Regions from separate parts of the Zea mays genome. Here region 2 is linked to region 1. Evidence: chromatin contacts called from public Hi-C data. All regions are on one chromosome and are shown on one strand. The core of a region is the stretch at or near the end of the contact, and the rest is flanking DNA. Distances in the headings are between cores, read along the strand shown. Region 1 holds the start of LOC100273558. Region 2 holds the start of LOC109940230 (serine/arginine repetitive matrix protein 1).

Region 1 (4,364 bases), core at 991-3,490:
AGGAAAACTCCAAGCTGTGCCCTGTGTGGGTGACAACTTATTCGGGAGACCACGTTAGCACTTACAGTAGAGTGCATGATTATAGTTATAGACCATGCATCTTGATTGGCGATCTGAAACTATATATGTGGATGTCCTGTTGAATTATTCTTCAGTTACATAATTCTTCATGCTTTTCTTATATATTTTTTATTTGTCATGTTTTTCTTAGAGACTCAATGATGGTCTCTAGATTTCACTGAAAGTCAGTAGTACTCAGTCCAATAGTACTCACTCCGGTCTTTTTTGTTAGTCGTGTTATAATTCAAAAATGAACTAGCGGTACGACAAATATTCAAGAACGGGATAGTGTATTCTTTGTGGCCAATGGTTTAAGGCATTTACTTAGGGGGTGTTTGGTTTGTAGGGACTAATGTTTAGTCCCATTATTTTATTCCATTTTAGACTATAAATTGTCAAATTTAGAAACTAGAATAGAGTTTTAGTTTCTATATTTAGCAATTTTGCAACTAAAATGGAAAAAAATGTAGAGACTAAACATTAGTCCCTAGAAACCAAACACCCCCTTACATTTTTTCATGCCAAGAGACATGCTGGGAATTCCTAATTGGTATATTGTTCTATTGGCGATTTGATTTTACCGTCAAATAGTATATATTTACCCGAGAGGGCGCTTCCTATTCTAGTTTAGTTTATTACCGGTCGGCCATCGGCCGTCGATGAAGCTCAGGCATCATGTAATGGCTAATCTACCTAATCAGTGCCTACTGCCTTGTCATCACTCAGATCGAAAAAAACAAGCAATAACATTGACTAGCGAATAATCTAAACCAGCAGAGCACCGCACCTGCATCACGGGAAGGATGACGAAGAAGTCCAGCAACAGCCCCCTCCTGGACGCCGCGTCCTCGGGGAGCTTGCGCGCGGCCTCGGCGACGGTCTGCTGCTGCTCCTCGTCGCCGGCCACGCGCTTACCCGGCGGCGCCTTGGCGGTGCGGAGCTGCGTGGCGACGTTCCACACGTGCATGGCGTCCACCCCGCAGCGCAGCGCGGTGACGGCGGCGGCGAGCCAGCCGTCGACGAATATGCACATGAGCGGGCCGCTCAGGGACACGGCGTAGAGGAAGAGCGGGTCGACCATGAGCCCGGCCGCGCAGGCCAGGAGGTAGGCGCGGTTCCAGTCCCGGACCCACCTCGCCCGCGGGTCCAGCGCCCACGCCGCGCCCAGCCCGAGGCGCCACCGCCACCGCCGGCTCCCGCTGGCGTTACCCGCCGCCTGGCCTTGCTCCTGCCGCCGCGAGTCGTCGGAAGGCGACGCGGTGGAGGAGGAAGGCGAGGAGCGTGTGGAGAGGTCGCTTGACATGGCGATACCAATACCATACAGCTGAACTGAGCCCGGCCAGAAGCGGAGGACAAAACAAAATCAAGGCGGCGTGGCGAGGTGATTCGTCAAATTGACGGTGTAAGGAACGACATGAACTGATGCGAAATCCAGTGTGCGCCTCTCAGTTCAGGCTTGGCATTGTCTTTTCCCTTTCAATCGATGTTTAATTCTTCGTGTTTTTTTTTGGCTTCTTTCCTGGAGCAGCAAAGCAATCGCTGGCCACCTGCATAAGTAAACTATCCATGAACCATGATCCATCCAACAGATTAAATAAAAAAAGAGTCAAGAGAAATTGAAAAGAATACCACACAGAGTGTACCGGCAGTCGGGCCGTACCTGGTGGAGTCGGCGACTCAGCACTCAACACACGGCAGCTGCGCTTGCGCAGTCAAGGCTCCAGGCAGGCAGTCGACGGCTCGGCGGGCAGCAGCCGTTCCCGTTCGGCACCCGTACCTGTGTCTCGCGGCTACCTCGCCGGCGTCTGGCGCCGACCGCAGGCACTAGACCGCCAAGGGAATCGGCGATTCAGCCGGGAAGGCAACGCAGGCGTGGCGTCTAGCGGTGGCGATCGGACGGCGGACCAAAAGGTGTGGCGCTGCGTGCAGAGCTTCGCTCCGCATCCATGGCGGACAGGACCCTTGGTCAGCGACCTGAGGGGGAAATCAAGAGAAGGTAGCGAGTGCTATACACAGATCATCTGCCCTTGCCAGTTGCCAGCGCTTGAGTTGGCCGTGGATGCCGCAGCGGCTGAGGTCTTAGGGATCGGAATCGGATATGAGCCTGTGGAGCACTGCCCAGTGGAAGCTGCGGCGGGTTTCGCCACTCGGACTCCGAAAATAATGAGGTAGACACCGATGCTTTGCTTTGCCCGCGTAGTACATGTACATCCATAAAATCCACACCTATATATACGGCATATTTGCCTAGCGGCATGGGATACTTGTCCAGTCCAGACAGCTCTAGTCTGCCCGTGTCTGATTCACTCGATCACTAGGACTTGCACGAGCATGGACCAGTGTGTACCATTTTATTAATAATCTTCTATTAGTTCCACCGTTGAATAGACATCCAATAGATTAAAGGACGTGATTGCACATTTACATGTAGGATCTACTTGTGTATTAGGCTGACTCCAGCAATAGACCCTAAAGGATCCTCTACCCTAAATATAGAGGATCAAACGGTCCTCTACGCTCTCCAAGCAGCGTCCTCTAAATGGTCTTCTAAAATTAGAGAACGCTGCTGGATTCTCTATATATATAGAGTTTCTCTAAATGATACTTTATCCATTTGAATACTTTAAATAACCGGTTTAGCAAAACAAAAATATGTACAATACATTTGAGAGTATAAAAAATACGTATGTACAGAAAATAAAAATAAAAATGTCTCTAATATATGTATTTAAGTATAGAGGACGTGATTTAGAGGACGTTGTTAAATAGAAGAAGATATAAATGATAGAATCTTTTAGAGAAGACTGTAAAAAAACAGATATAGAGTATAGATATAGAGGACGTTGCTAGAGACAACCTTAGGGTGTGTTTGGTTTGACTTTTGGCTTTGACTTTTGCCCCTCTAAAAACCAAAAGCCAACCAAAGGGCTGGATCCAGGAAGCAGCTTTTTCTAAAAGCCGACTTTCTCGTAGTGCAAATCTGAAAGCACACCTGGACCTGCTTTTAGTGGCTTTTCGGATGGAACTGTGAAAACATATATCGAAGAATTTTTAATGACTTTTAGTGGTTTCCACCAAACGGTTTTTAGCTTTTTAACAGCTTACAGCCTACAACAGCTTTTTCCACAGCTCACAGCCCACAGTAACTTTTTTCACAGCCACAGCCCAACCAAACAGACCCTTAGTCGATACCAAGCTAGGTAGAGATAGATTGAAGACATACATTCTACTCATTTCGTTCCAAACGTTTGAATTTTTAACCCTAAATTTGATCGACTCATCTTATTCAAAAAAATCATAAATATTATAGTTCTTTCTGTAATATTGTTTAGTATATAATATATATAATATGCTTTATAATGACTTTGAATTTTCCATTTTTTGCAAGAAATAATAATAAGACGAGCCAGTCAAACATGGTAAAAAAATGTCAAACAAATTATAATTTAGGAGGGAGGGGTATATCTTATTCTCTCTAACGGTATACTCTATATCTCATTGTCTATATATTAAAATTCCATATAAAAATTGAAAGTCGCCTAGAGGGGGGTGAATAGGGCGAAACTGAAATTTACAAATATAAACACAACTACAAGCCGGGTTAGCGTTAGAAATATAAACGAGTCCGCGAGAGAGGGTGCAAAACAAATCGCAAGCGAATAATGAAGTGTGTGACACGCGGATTTGTTTTACCGAGGTTCGGTTCTTTCAAACCTACTCCCCGTTGAGGATGCCACAGAGGCCGGGTCTCTTTCAACCCTTCCCTCTCTCAAACGGTCCCTCGGACCGAGTGAGCTTCTCTTCTCAAATCAAAGCCGGGAACAAAACTTCCCCGCAAGGGCCACCACACGATTGGTGCCTCTTGCCTTGATTACAATGGAGTTTTGATCACAAAAACAAGTGAGAAAGAAAAGAAGCAATCCAAGCGCAAGAGCTCAAAAGAACACGACAAATCTCTCTCGCTAATCACTAAGGCCTTGTGTGGAATTGGAGAGGATTTGATCTCTTTGTATGTGTCTAGAATTGAATGCTAGAGCTCTTGTAATAGTTGGGAATTGGAAAAACTTGGATGCAATGAATGGTGGGGTGGTTGGGGTATTTATAGCCCCAACCACCAAAAGTGGCCGTTGGGAGGCTGTCTGCTCGATGGCGCACCGGACAGTCCGGTGCACACCGGACAGTCCGGTGCCCCCTGCCACGTCATCACTACCGTTGGATTCTGACCGTTGGAGCTTCTGACTTGTGGGCCCGCCTGGGTGTCCGGTGCACACCGGACATGTACTGTTTGCTGTCCGGTGTGCCAG
Region 2 (4,639 bases), core at 2,139-4,638, 140 kb before region 1:
GTCAAATCATTTGTAAGACATTGGAAAACGTATAAAACCACCATGGTGAGCATTTTGTTACATCTACATTTATTTTATACAATTTTTTATTGGTCATTTAGATACAGTATTTAATTGACATGGTAGCCTATAGAAACTTCGTTTTAAGAGCGTGTGTTTCATTATTTATTTTATCTCACTTTAGATGATACGGCAGTATTGGAAGTAACGTGATAAAACTGTTGTTGACAGCAGTGGCGAAGCTAAAGCAAAATTGAGGGTGGTGCATGACTTGTGAATGCATAGGAATTTATTTTAGCGGGTGCATATATGGTGAAATTTTAACTAATTATATAGATTTTATGTTTTTGGGGTGTGCGCCCGTTGCGGGTTTTTTTTTGGCCGTTGGAAGCGTGCACAGAGGTGCAGTACTGGGGAAGTGCAGCAGCACGCGCACTCACCGGCGGCATGGCATTGGCATCCACCGATGTCGCGGAACCCCAGGATCGAAAAGGGTCGCCACCGGAAAGCTGCGGCGCAAGCGCAACGAGGAAATTGCCGGGCCTGATGGGCTCGGCGTCACTGGCGCATGTCGGCACGCGAGTGCCCTTTTCCCCCACACCGTCTGGATCGCGGAACTGCCACTGCTGGGGGCTGGGCGTCTGCCTGGCTCGCCGCACCTGCACGGCCGCACCGCACCCGGCCACCCAGCCTGCAACACCTGCAAAGGCGCAACGCAAAGGCTGGGGGCGTGGGGCGAGTGGCGGGCAAAAGCGCAGCGGCCTCGCTTCGCTGCCTGCACGCCGGCCGCATCGGGGCCGGCGATGCGTCGTCTCCTTGGCCCACTGCTTCGGTCCTGGTGATCGTCGGCTCCGGCCGGTGCGATCTGCTCCGCCTGCCGCGCGCGCGGTGGAAGCTGCCGACCGGATGAAAACGTCTCGGTAGCTGACTAGCCCGGTAGGTGCAGTGCAGTGCAGTGGGCAGCAGAACCGTCGCCGAGGCGGGGAGCGCAAGTGCGCAACACGCCACAGCAGCAACGTGCCGGCGCGATTGGAACATTATGGAAGCGAAAGAAGCCTGGGGGGCAGCGGGGAGGCGGGAGCGGCGATAGCCGGGTGCGGGTCGGCGGCACGCGTGCGTTCGTGACTTGCCCGCCTGAACGAGCGTGACCCCGAGTCTCTCGTGATCCTGATCCCTGAACGGCGCGTCGGTGCCATCTGCCATACTAATCTCAGAAACGCGCCTGAACGACACCCGAGATGTAGGCCCTGTTTGGCACAGCTTATTTTCAGCTTCTTCACAAATTTAAGCAGAAGTTCTGCCAAACAGCTAGCTTCTGCAGCAGCTTATCAGTTCAGCTGCTTCTCAGAATACACTAAAAGCAGCCAACAAGCAGAAGCTGCTTTTCACCAGCTTATCAGATAAGCTGCTTTTTCAACAAGCAGCAGCTGTGCCAAACAGGGCCGTAATGGTAGACAAGTGTTCTCAGACAGCCACTATTGGGCACAGCAAGCAGTGCGTGTTGCTGCTGCTGCACTCCCTCTCTCCCACGTACTGTTCATGCAGTGATGAAAACTAGCAGCGGCAGCGCTGACGCTGTGGCCAGTTCTATTTCTTGAACTCTGGACCATCCTAGTACTGTGCTAGTATTATTATTACTAGCATATACACATTTCTTTTGCGAATAGTATATACGAGAAGAATTGAAGAGAGGCCTGGGTTCATGGACTACACTGCGAAAATTGTACGGCTACCGCAAAATCCATCTCTGCTGCGCCGCAAATTGAGCTAACGGTGTGCTAATAACGGTAAAAGTAAAAGAACACGTGTGTGAGACGGAGAAGCTTTTCAGTTCCGCCAGAGCAAATTGAATCGGGCGGGCAGTGTAACAGAGAACGGCAAAACAATACTACTATAACAGATGGAATGCCTTTCCAGCTCTGAATGACTCGCCATTGCAAAAAGGAACAGAAGATTACAAGTAGACATGCACAATCGGAGAGGTACTCTACAGAGTGCAGACAATACATCAGCACAGCGCGTCAGAGCCCAGCCCTGCGATCTGAATTCTGACGGGCTGAAGGCTCTACGGGAATAGCCAGTAATTTTTCTCCCGCGGGGGTTAAAAAGCCAGCCCAGGGGGGAAACGTTTTACACGACGAGATTATTACTCACCAAATTACGCTGCTACTGGCCTACTGCCTGCTGCTGCTACCAACACCACCACCTTTACTCCTGCTAAAACTATGTGGAGTAATTTGCTGACAGCGGAGAACGGGTCAGGAGAAGGTTAGTGCTACAGGAAGATGAAGCACTCCATGGCCACCAAAGGGTTGTCCAGCGACTCCTTCCCCTCACCGTCGCCGGCAACCGCGGTGGTCGTGGACCCGGCATTCTCCTCTGGTTGCACCGGCGGCGGAGATGCACTATCCTCAGGCTCGCGTGGCTGCGCCGGCTCGGGAGGCGCCTGCTGCCCACGCCGCGGCGACGCGCGGCCACAGGGCCTGGTGGGGACAGGCGGCTTACGCTGTGTCGCAGTCGCAGAGGCGGCGCCCGCGCGGCGCTGCTCCTGCGTCCGCTTCGCCGCGGGCGACGGAGACCTCCGCGCCGCCCGTTCCCCGGCATCGCGCCGCCGCTGCTGCAGCGGCGGCGGCGGCGAGGGGGACGCGCGGCCGCCGCGTGGTGGGCGCCCGCCGCCGGCGCCTCGGTCCCGCCTGGCGCCGCGCGCGGCCTCGGCTGCCGCCCGCCTCCTGGACGCCTTCGCCGGGGACCGTTCGGGGCCCGCCGCGGTGGTCGCGGCCGAGGACTCGGACGCCACCTCCGACTTCTCGTCGCCCGACGGCCCGGAACGCGCCGGACCCACCGCCCGACGCGCCCTGCCGCCGCCGCCACCACCACCACAATCCTTCGCCCTAGCAGTGCCAAGCTTCGCATTGGCCCCCATCTCCCCTGCTTCTTTCCCCGCCGACGCAGCCACGCGCCTCGGACTGGGCCTCGGCTTGGCCTTCGGGGTCTCCGAGAGGACCTCCTTCACCGTCTCCTCCTCCGGCGGGGGCGGCGGCGGGTCGCGCGCCTCCGACCGACGCCGGGAAACTTCCCCAGCCGCCGTGCCCGGCGGCTCGTCGCACTTCTTGCTGATGCAGCAACCCATTGCCTCCCGACTGCTTCTTGCTTCTTGCTTCTTGCTGAGGCTATACGGACATTTCCCGCGATCTGGTGGTGCTGGGAGAAAAAAAGTGGAGACTGGACAAAGCCGAGGGGAGGGGAGTGTGGCAGTGGGGTGTTGGGTTTCCCTCCGTTGCGCTTCGAGTTGCGTGAGGAGCAGAGCAGCTGTGGTGGGAGACCGGGAGTCAAAAGCGCTGAACCAGTCACTACTACCGGCCAACGTCTGTTATCTCTCTGACGAAGGGTGCTTAACTAATCAGCTCGATTTGTCAGGGCAGTTCCAACGATTAAAATTGTACTCCATTAAAAACACATTTAAAAGATTTAGAACCACTAAGGCCTGGTTCGGTGACTTAAAGGGATCTATAGGAAGAAATTACTTTACTATTTAAACTTGAATAACAAGAGGATTTATTTTTCATGGATCTACTTCAATTTACTAATAACCAAATCAGTCCTAATAGTTTTATGCATGTAGGAGCAACTTTAATGTCTTCTCTATATATTTCTTTCTTCGTTGATAGGAGTAATATTTTAAAAAGAGAACTCTAACAAATTAGTTAATTAGATCTAAACATTGCAATTTCCTATTTCAATTTTATCACGATGTAAAAATCGAGATTGCCATATAATTGAAACCAACAATGAACAATTTCTCTGACAATTTTCAAAAATAACTCTTAAAATGTCATTAAGCGGTATTTTTTAACCACCATCATCTGGGAACAAAAGGCCCAACACTTAGGTGATATCCAAATAAAGTTTAGTCTCTATCACATCGAATATTTAAATAATAATTACGGGTATTTAATATAGTCTAATTATAAAATAACTACACATATGAATACTAAAAGCCGAGATGAATTTATTAAACCTAATTAAGGCTATATATAATACTCGTAATCGATTTTCAAAAATTTGATGTGACATGAACTAAACTTTAGTTTGAGAAACCAAACACCCCTTATCATACGTCAAACAGTATTGTTGGCATAGTATTTACTCATCCTGAACCCCAACCCGACCCCTCCTTGCTCAATGGCTCCTTCAACTCCTTTCCTTCGCTTAGCGGTGGTCAGCAGGAGGCACGACAACGGATCCAGCGAGCACCGACTTGTACGTGAGAGCAGTGCATGGCGAGTGAGTGACGGCACTAGAGCGTGGATCACAGATGTGGCGAGCGACGACAGTGACCTGAGCACAACACATAGTGGGATAATGTCTACAGAGGCGCTGCAAGCAAGCCAGCGGCATACGGATGACGACAACACATTATACCATCTCCAAAAGGCGCAATGTATCGCTCCCCCACCCTCCGTCGTGCAGGAAGAACTCTACCAATAGTTTGTGACCAACTAGTACAATGCTCGCGTATTGAACCAGCACACCAATCATATTTGATGATATAATGTAATTGTTCTATGATACGCGAGGACCCAGTGACAAAACGTGTGATGGCCCATCCCCACAAAAATAAATTTAAAATTAAAGTTGG

The links. Hi-C and Micro-C count contacts between places; a contact is called where the count stands out from the background.
Region 2: a contact with region 1 is called in a Hi-C map of tassel, with 1.8 times the contacts expected there. The contact joins the promoter of LOC109940230 here to the promoter of LOC100273558 in region 1. A contact is called at or near these places in 2 of 25 Hi-C or Micro-C datasets (leaf and tassel).

The regions. Positions count from the first base shown.
Region 1 is chr6:168,326,352-168,330,715 of Zm-B73-REFERENCE-NAM-5.0, reverse strand. LOC100273558 reads right to left here and starts at 2,240. Exons shown (of 5, transcript NM_001147976.1): 1 at 1,721-2,240; 2 at 848-1,607. The coding sequence starts at 1,363.
Region 2 is chr6:168,469,239-168,473,877 of Zm-B73-REFERENCE-NAM-5.0, reverse strand. LOC109940230 (serine/arginine repetitive matrix protein 1) reads right to left here and starts at 3,388. Exons shown (of 1, transcript XM_020539608.2): 1 at 1,895-3,388. The coding sequence starts at 3,130. The coding sequence ends at 2,276.